2 separate regions of the Oryctolagus cuniculus genome follow, and region 1 is linked to region 2. A link is a contact called in public Hi-C data. All regions are on one chromosome and are shown on one strand. Each heading gives the region's core, a stretch centred on a gene start, on an enhancer-like site or on the middle of the called end of the contact. The rest is flanking DNA. Distances are from core to core; before and after follow the strand shown.

What was found. Hi-C and Micro-C count contacts between places; a contact is called where the count stands out from the background.
Region 1: a contact with region 2 is called in a Hi-C map of an unstated tissue, with 7 times the contacts expected there. The contact joins the enhancer-like site here to the promoter of PRDM1 in region 2. A contact is called at or near these places in 3 of 6 Hi-C or Micro-C datasets (ear pinna, psoas muscle and an unstated tissue).

The regions. Positions count from the first base shown.
Region 1 is chr5:65,783,924-65,788,135 of mOryCun1.1, forward strand. No RefSeq gene overlaps it. Among named protein-coding and RNA genes, the nearest start is that of PREP, 87 kb to the right of the region's middle. Within about 2 kb of position 2,233, at least 1 of the 8 cell types and tissues checked has an H3K27ac peak or open chromatin away from gene starts, as enhancers often do.
Region 2 is chr5:65,164,292-65,168,887 of mOryCun1.1, forward strand. PRDM1 (PR/SET domain 1) reads right to left here and starts at 3,180. Exons shown (of 7, transcript XM_002714871.5): 1 at 2,997-3,180; 2 at 1,115-1,363. The coding sequence starts at 3,038.

The DNA of each region.
Region 1 (4,212 bases), core at 983-3,482, 620 kb after region 2:
GGAAGTCACGGAAGAAAGTCTATTTTGGCCCGCTAAAAAGTAGGCACCATGTACTCATTTGAGTGAGTGCGTGAGTGCTATGACAGGTCATTTCAGAATAGCTAAATATTGCCTTGATTCATAACTGAGCTTTCTCAGTAAATGGTTCAGAAAAGGTTGTTGGTTACTCATCAGTCAGTGCAACAGCAGCAGAAGGGTGTTTCTTTCTGCAGGTGTTTATCTACAAGTGTATACAAGGATACTTGGGAACGTTCTCAGAAAGATGTATGTTATGAAAAAATTACGCATGACTTTCAGAGTCTTATGCACCAAAAGAAACTTATCTTTTAATTAATTGCATTTCCCACTAACCTTTTGTTTGAAAGACTCTCATCCTCATAAGTACCAATAAACATACATGCCTGCCTTGACCTGTCAAGGACAAAAGATGACCCACCAAGGACAAAATTGCAGCTGAGTTTCTTGATCCGAAATGACTTTATTTTCAGTTCTAGAATTGGGCAACACTTTGTCCCATAAACAAATAGAGCAAGAAGTCTGATGAGCTAAGCTGAGGAGGTTGGTTTTAAAGACAAAAGAAAGCAGAAACAAAAACAAAACAACAAGCTGGTCCAGTCCAAGTTGCTTTCCTTATAAGGCAGAGACAGAAAACAGCACAACAGAAAACTAGCTGGTTTGTATCAGGTTACTTTGGGTTACCCCTTTTGTGTCAGGATGTGAGACAAAGGGGACCTCACTATCACACATTCAAAATAGCCTGTTTTGGGGAAATTTGTTCTCTCTCAAATCCTGTTTTCCCAGATGGTCAAATAAACAGCTTAATTTCAGCCTGATGACCTAGAACTTCAGCATAAGTGACTCCATTTTGATTTTTCACCTGCTTTGTAGGGGTCTTGCACAGGAGCTCAGCCCCAAACAGTGGCCTTCTATCATTTTTATCAAACACCACCCTCAAAGTGAGAACACGTGTACATTTTATTTCCTGAAGTTTCCTCCACCAGTAGCATAAGTGCCGCAAACAGAAACTCATTCCTTTACCTTGAGATTTCTTGTGTTATGATACAAAAGATCCTGGTATAATGCTAATGTTTAGAGCCAGGCTCCAGTATAAGTGAAGGTATCTGACCCCCTGCCAAGAGCTGGGTTTGATTTCCAGGAAAGCAGAAAGAACAAATGACAGGGACTGCCCTGGGACCCCTGGGATGGGGAAAAGGGACTTCAAGGAGGCAGGATAGGGTTACTTCCAGACAATTTGCACAGTTATCCCCAGGGCCAGAATGGCAGACGTGTTTCAAAACAGAGATGACTTAACCAGTGAAATCAAAAGAGGCCTTGAGCCTCAGAAACAAGAGAGAAGGAAAAAGAAATAGAAATGTCAATAAACAAGCGACTTACACCTGTCTGTTCAAAACCTGTCCCCTCGCCTCAAAAGGCTCTGTGTTTCTCTGACTTGGTCTTGTTCAAGGGGCCCCCAACGCGATCTGGTTCTCTTTTGTACATTCAGATTGGCCATTGACCGTGGCCTGCGTTTCCCTTGGTAAGAAAAGGGACTAAGCTCCAGATTGCAAAACAATTATAAACAAATGAGCTTAAAGTCAATTTTCAAAACCAGCCTTTAGGACAATTACAGATGGGCTAGAAGGGTGAAAGTGAAACCCAGCAGGGCAGAAGAGCTAGCAGGGTGGAGTCGAACCCCTACAGTCTTGAGGCCTAGGAGCCTGGGAGCCCAACACTCGTATCCCATGCTTGGATTGGGCTGATGTCTCACCATCTGAACCACAGATCTCCTCTGTGGGGATGTGTGTGGAAGACGGGTGATGGCCATTTCTCCTTTTAGGGTGCAAAGACCTAGCAAGGTAACTTGGTGTATCACACGGAACCTCTCAGAATCCTCTCCAAGGGTCGATGAGAGACACAACAGCGGATCCCAGACGCATGGGTCAGGCAGACCACACTGTGTCCAGGAAACCCCCGGCCATGGTGGGCTCATTGTTGTCATTATGGCCCTTACTCTTCCGCCAACATCTTTCATTGCCTCTCTGTGTTTCTGTGAGACAAAGAACCCAGCTGAGACTTCAACAAAGAATGCAGGGAAAGGGGAGAGAATACCTTGGGCAAGAATAGCTTGGAAGGAGCCAAAAGTGGAAAAGGAAGTCTAATTCTGTCCTAGTCCGGGGGAAAAAAGTTTTTTGAGAAATGTAAACAAATCAGGAAATCCTGGCCCTTACTCCAGTTCCGATCTGGGGAGACGCACAGCTCCCTTCCCGAGGAGAGAGCTGCTGTTTGTGAATGAAATCCAGATAAAGGTACTCATTGAGCCCTGCCAGCCCTGCAGTTTCCAGCTTTCCTCTTGCCTATGGCGTAGCTTAGACCTTAAAATAATAATAATAAAAAAACATATGCAGGTTATTAACTCTCCATATTCAAATGGAAATCCAATGCTATCATAAATCTCTCTTTTCTAATGTAAATTCCTTTCTCCAGCATGAGGCTGCAGGAAAGCCATTGTATCGGAGTAATCTAAACTTGAAAGAGAATTTTTGTTAAACCAGTTATGATAGGGGAAACATGTTTTTCACTGAGTCGAAAGATTAAAGTTGGTTGTAAAAAGGGGTGGGGGACTGAGGGAGAATTATTGGTTGCTCAACTAATGATTAGATACAGAGCTTCAAGGACAAATTAAGAGGCACAAAAGAAAAGAGTTGTGCAGATAAGTGAAAACAGTTCCAATGATACTAAATAAAAGACGCTTGGTTTATCTCGGGTTGTAATCTCCATTCTCATATTCATCTCCACTAAGCAACCCCTTCCGTGCCATTAGCTAGCTACCCGCGAGTGGATTCCAAACCCAGTGCACAACACATCTGCAGACTGGAGTATCCGGAGCTGCCTTTCTGGCTGCCAGAACCATCCTCTCTGTCTTTTTGTCTGTCTGTCTGTCTGTCTGTCTCTCTCTCTCTCTAGTTTTGCTATGTCTAGACACTTCTTCTAATGAGGTTTAGCCACGAATATACACATGGGGTGAAAAAGAAAGAGCCTTTTTCAAAGTTGATTTTTTGAAAATATGTTGTGATCTCTTTGGTTTATTTCAATGAAAAGCTCCCCCAGTGCCACATCTCCCTCATCTCAAGTCAACTCCACTGGTTTTTATATCTCACCCTCCCTGGGCATTCTTCTCCCTTCCTCCTACCCCTCCTTCTCTTTCACACCACAAATCTATCCTATAGCCCCCAGGTCAAAAATTATTCTTTGGAGGGTAGTCTAAATCTAGGCATGGAAGCAAAAGGAATATATCTGTGGCTCGCAGAGCTGCAGGGAGCAAACAGAAAGAGCATCCTGAAGCTTGGTCCTAGCAGGAATTCACAGAGGAGTGACAGGTTTCTCCTGGAGGGAGGAGTGAGTGATGATGAGAAGACCTAGGGCCCAGGACATGCATCTTCTCCAGGGGCTGGGCCCCACCACCCTCGCTGCCTGTGTTTGCTTGGAATCCTCCACAGAGGATGGAGCAGGGTCAGCCATCAACTCTCAAGGCAAAGCCGTTCTCAACTGATTACTGGGAACACAGTATAAGGACAAAGAGGGAAATTTTCCTTCTGTGTAGATGCAAAACAGTAACTGTCCTCAGAAGCATCTGTGTAAGATAGAAACATCGAAATTGAAAATTAAAATATGGAGATGAGGACAGAGCTTGACTCCTCCAGGTATACCAAGAAGGGTTCAAATACACGTGCACTTGTAGGAGTGAGTATGAGAATCAATGGAGTAAAAATACCAGAACCAACCCCTCCTGCAGCTGATAGCACAGTCACGTCCCCACAGGACCAGGTCTCCCCCCACACCTGCCCCATCTCTTATTTAATGTTCAACATTCAAGGGAGAAGATATAAGTTCTTGATGGATTGTTCAAAGATTTATGACACCTATAGAAATGTTCATAAAATCTGAGGCTGTACAAGGCTTTTGGCATCTGACTTATTGTTATCAGAACCATAAAAATAATCCCCCTTTAGTGCCTGGCCAGTCTTTTCAGTGCACATAATATAATCCAGGGTAAAATAAAGTAGTCTCTCATAGTCTACCTAAAGGAGGCTCTGTTGTTGGGTGTGTGTGTGTTGAGGGGATTGTGGTATTGGATCAGGGAAGGGAGACAGAATAACAAATCAAACTGTGCATCTGAGGACTGGACGGGGACTTGGGGAGGCTGTTTCGGGG
Region 2 (4,596 bases), core at 1,930-4,429:
TCCCCCTCACCAAAAAACAAAAACAAACCAAAACAAAAAACCACACCACAACTCAGACACACAAACAGGAAAGAGACAAAGTGTTTCCCAAATAGGCTCCCGGATTCTTCCAAACTCCGTTCCTTAAGGAAGGGAAAAGTGACTTGGCATGGCTGTGTAATGAACAGTCCCAGGTCTCAGCAGCAGACCTGGATCCCTGCAGCCAGCCAGCCCCTCTCATTACCCTGGGAAGGCAGCAACAGAACCGACAGTGGGCCAGCCAAGCAAGGGGTCCATTTGTTCAACCTAGCCTGGCAGGAGGCTGGTAGCAGGAGCAGCTACAGTAGCCACGGGCTCCCAACAAGAGGTGGTTCCGCAAGTTATTTCACAGCTAAACATCACGCCTTGCTGTCATAGCTATATAAAAGGGTAAACACAAATCAGTTGCTCATTCCAAGTTTGGGTTTTCAGCCCCTTTGAAGCAACAAAGAGGGTGCCCACTTCAGAGGCCGAGAAGGAAGGGGCCTGCCAGCCAGCCAGGGCAAAGGAGCTGCCACAGATCAGCAGTGGTTAGCTCTGAAGTCACTGGGCCAGAGGACACCACGCTTTTACGTGACCCTCTTCTCGGCTCCTACCGTCGCCTCAATTCATAAACGCGTCAAGGTTTTGACAGTAATTTTAGAAACCCAGCTCATAAAGCCACTCGTTAAAAAGAATAAAGCCATCTAATGACCAAAGGGAGACAAAAAGCACACGGACAACTTTTCTTGTTTTCCCCCAAGAAAAAGTGTTTTCCGCCCAAAGACTGCAGATGGGTGCCGGTCCAGATCTTTCTGGAAGCTCACCGGCCATGTCACCCACCCCAGGCTGCAGGCTAAGCCAGACTTGCCTAAGACAAGTCTCCTGGCCACAGGATTTAACTGTTTACTAATTGGTATGGCACGGTGGAGGGCTGGAGAAAATGAGAAGGAACTGACTTGGGAAAAGAGAAAGCTTGGAGGGATGCAAACAGAGGGACCAATTCTTTGCTGATACTTAAGAGATTCTCAGAGAGAGAGAGAGAGCAAGCAGGGAGGGAGATGGGGGGGGGGGGGTTCCGGTGGCAATCTTCTGCAGCCCAAACCCCCAGTCTTACCTCTTTGCTGTTGCTGGAGTACTTGAAGAGCAGATTCCTGGGCAAGGACGCCTCGGCCTGCACGGCGGTCCCTCCCTCGGGGCCGGACTCCCAAGGGTGGTCATTCACAATGTACGTGCACTTCTCCTCAAACTCAGTCTCTGTCCACAGAGTCATGTCCGCGTCCTCCATGTCCATTTTCATGGTCCCCTCGGTGCCCTCTGCCAACTCTTGAGCCGTCACAGCGCCGGAGCTGCACTTGGGGGCAGCCTGGAAGAGAAGGGGAAGGTCTTTAATCCCCATTGTCCCGCGTGGTGGCTGGCTCCCAGCTCCCTCGGAGCGGCTGTGACTAATGCAGCAGTCCGAGGGACTTTCAAAGCCGATGCAGCAAAGCGCTTGGTACAGCTGAGTGAGACCCAAACAGCCTTGAAGAAGCAAGGGGTTTAAATGCTTGTGTTAGTCAAAAAGGAAAAAAAAAAAAGTGGCAACTTCACGGGAGGGGGGGGGCGCGGGAGGGAGAAACAGAAATTACAGCAAGATCCACCTCTGAACACTGCCTGGCTTCACCTCTCACGGTAGAAAAATGTTGTGGGCGCTCGGTCCGGCGTCCCAGAGCGCCTGGGGTCATGGCCGCCAGACCCTCAGCGCTGTGGAAAAGCTGCCTCAGAAAAGGGTCACAAACAAGGAGAGGAAGAGGAAGGAGCTCTGTCTGCCTCTGAATGAAGCTAAAAATGGAAAGCGCGTGTGCTGCGGGAGCGGAACCCAGCCCGCCTTTTCCAAATGGGGAAGACTGAACTTTCCCACCGCGGCTCCCAAAGGCAAAACAACTTTCAAAACAACTGCCTTGCCCGGCGCGGCGCGCGCTCGCACGCTCGCTCAGCCCCCGCGCCGGGCGGCCGGCTCCCGGCTGCAGCCGCCAGCATCCCCGCGGCAGGCGAGCGCGGGCACCCCGGGCGAGGAGCGCGCGGAGGGAGCCGAGGGGCAGCGCGGTCCGCCGCCTCGCTGGGCGTTGCGGGCATCTCCCGCCAACTCCGGGACCGGGGGCGGGGGCGGTGGAGAAGGCAAACAGAGAATTCCCCGGAGAGGATTCCTTTCGGAGCCCTCAGCTGCAAATAGCCCTTTCCATCTAAATCCGAAAGTGTGCGAATTCCCAGAAGTCACTGATGCGCTACAGTTTACTGTAACTAAAGTTCTAACACACACAGCAGGCTCCCAGGACAAGTCCCGCTTCCCCTTGTACATGGAGCAGGATATTCCCGCAAACCTTCCCGCACGCTCAGAAAAAAAGTGCTTTCCTAAGGAGGGGAAAAAAAAGGCTTGGAACTGCGGCCACGCTTCCCCACCGTGGCCGTGGCTGGTCGAAGCTGGAAGCCGGGGCATCATTCCCACTTCGGACGTGTGCTTGTGAAAATGTCAACAGAGCGCTGGGGAAGCCTTCACGGCAGCTTGCACACTCTGCCACTTCTTCTCTCACTAGGATGCTCTTCTCTCGAAAAAAAAAAAAAAAAAAAAAAAAAGCAAAATTGTGTTTCCCTCGGTTACGGTTTAAATAAACCAGCTTAAAAAAAAAAAAAGGTAGTTCCAATACAGAGTCACGATGCCGAATAAAATGTTGAAACTGGAAACCTGAGGCCACCGCGGTGGAATTACTTTGACCAGAGTGGACAAGAACCAGGACTGAAATTGCAATAAATTGACAATTATGTCTAGAAATGAAAGGGTTAAAGATCCATAAAGAGGGGGAAAAGTCTTCTAAAAGTCTGACAGTCCTAAGTGCATGAAAGCACAGCATTTCTTGTTTCTACCCCGAGTACGTGATCAAAAACAAAACCAGAGGGGTTAAAAAGGCAAGAAAAAAGTTCCCAGATCAATTTCCAAACACAAATAAAAGCAACGTCCTTACCAAGGTCGTCCCCACAGGTTTTTCCAAGCAAATATCCAACATCGGAGAGGCGTCGGGCTCACGTCTCGCCAGCCCACATCGCGCCCGCGTCCCGGCGGGCGGGCTGAGCCGCACTGAGGCGCGCGCCGCGCCGGCCCCCTGCTCTCCCGCGGCCGCGCCGGCGCCCGCGCCCCGGCTCTCGGCGGACAGGTGCCGCGCGCTGCTCTCGCCGCTCCGCAGCACTGCAGGGCCGAGCGTCACGGCTGCACTTTGTGTGTGTGCGTGTGTGTGTGTGCGCGAACCAGCCCGGCGGCTCCTTTCCCCTCCCTGCTGTAAGATTTCGTTAGCCACTCGGCTGATTCACTGCTGCCAGCTGCCTGGAGTGGGGGCGTGGCCACTGGAGGCACCTGGACTCGCCGGAGCCGCGCCGGCCCAGGGCTTTCCCCGGCTCGCGAGCCGCGAGCTGCTTCCTCTCTTTGCGTGTGAATTTCAACATGACTTGGAATCTTCCGACTTCCCTTTGAAGGCCCAGCACCCCGGCGTTTACTTGGGCCGTATTGTATTCTAAAGATTGCAGAGCGCCCTCCTTCCTGGGGGGGGGGGGGGACGATAAAGGGTGTGTGTGTGTGTGTGTGTGTGTGTGCTCCCAGAGCGAAGGAAACCTCAAAAGTACCTGGCCAGCGTGTGGCTCAGCCCGAGCCCGCAGTCCGCAGACGGCGCGCATAACGCACTTGCAAAAGGCGACTGACACTGTCTGCGCCCGCGAATGGGGCCCCAACCCCCCAAACTTCTCGGAGGCCATCTCTCTCCTGTTAACTCAATACATCCACCTCTGGCACAACCAACTTTCCTCTTTCAATCAGTACAGTAAACAGGGACATGGGGAAAAGTTACGATCCTACAGATGAATCCCACCCCCCACCCCCACCCCCATTTTCCCTCTGCTCCTGGGACCCACAGGCTGACTTCCGAGCAGTGGGTCAGGGTGAGTAAAAGGGACGGGGGAGTCTTGGGGGATACTGAACTGGACACCGCGAGGGGAAAGCCATCCGAGGCAGTAATTAGTGGGCTCGCTCGGAGCCCTGGCCGCCTTTTCCTCCAGCCTCAGCCAGTCCCTCTGTTGAAGGAAGGACATCCTGTGATGATGCCATACAATGTCCTGTTTGTTTATTATTAAGAGCGTGGACCTTGCATTCCTGCTTCTCATTACAAAACAAACCAGATGCTCTACTTCCTTCAATGCTCTTGTGCCTTCAGCAAGGAATCTTCTAGTTCAGAGAAACAATGATGCAAAGAGACCATTTATAGCAAGCACCCCGTACAATTATTACTTAGATCACTGAAACACGAGCCTTCCACTTTTCCTGCTTGCCTCACTATACGTAGTTGTATCTGCTTTTTTCAATCATCTCTCTTTCAACCTTAGACTTCGCTGTCTTTGCTAGCATTTCAAATACACATGTGCATACACCCCCCCCCACACACACACACCCACAGACACACACCCAGTCCCAACCTGATGATACTAACTTACTCATACAATGAAGTGGACATTTGATTATTTGTTTATAGGAAGAAATGAAACAAAGCAAAACAGAAGTCCAACTCAACCATAAAAATG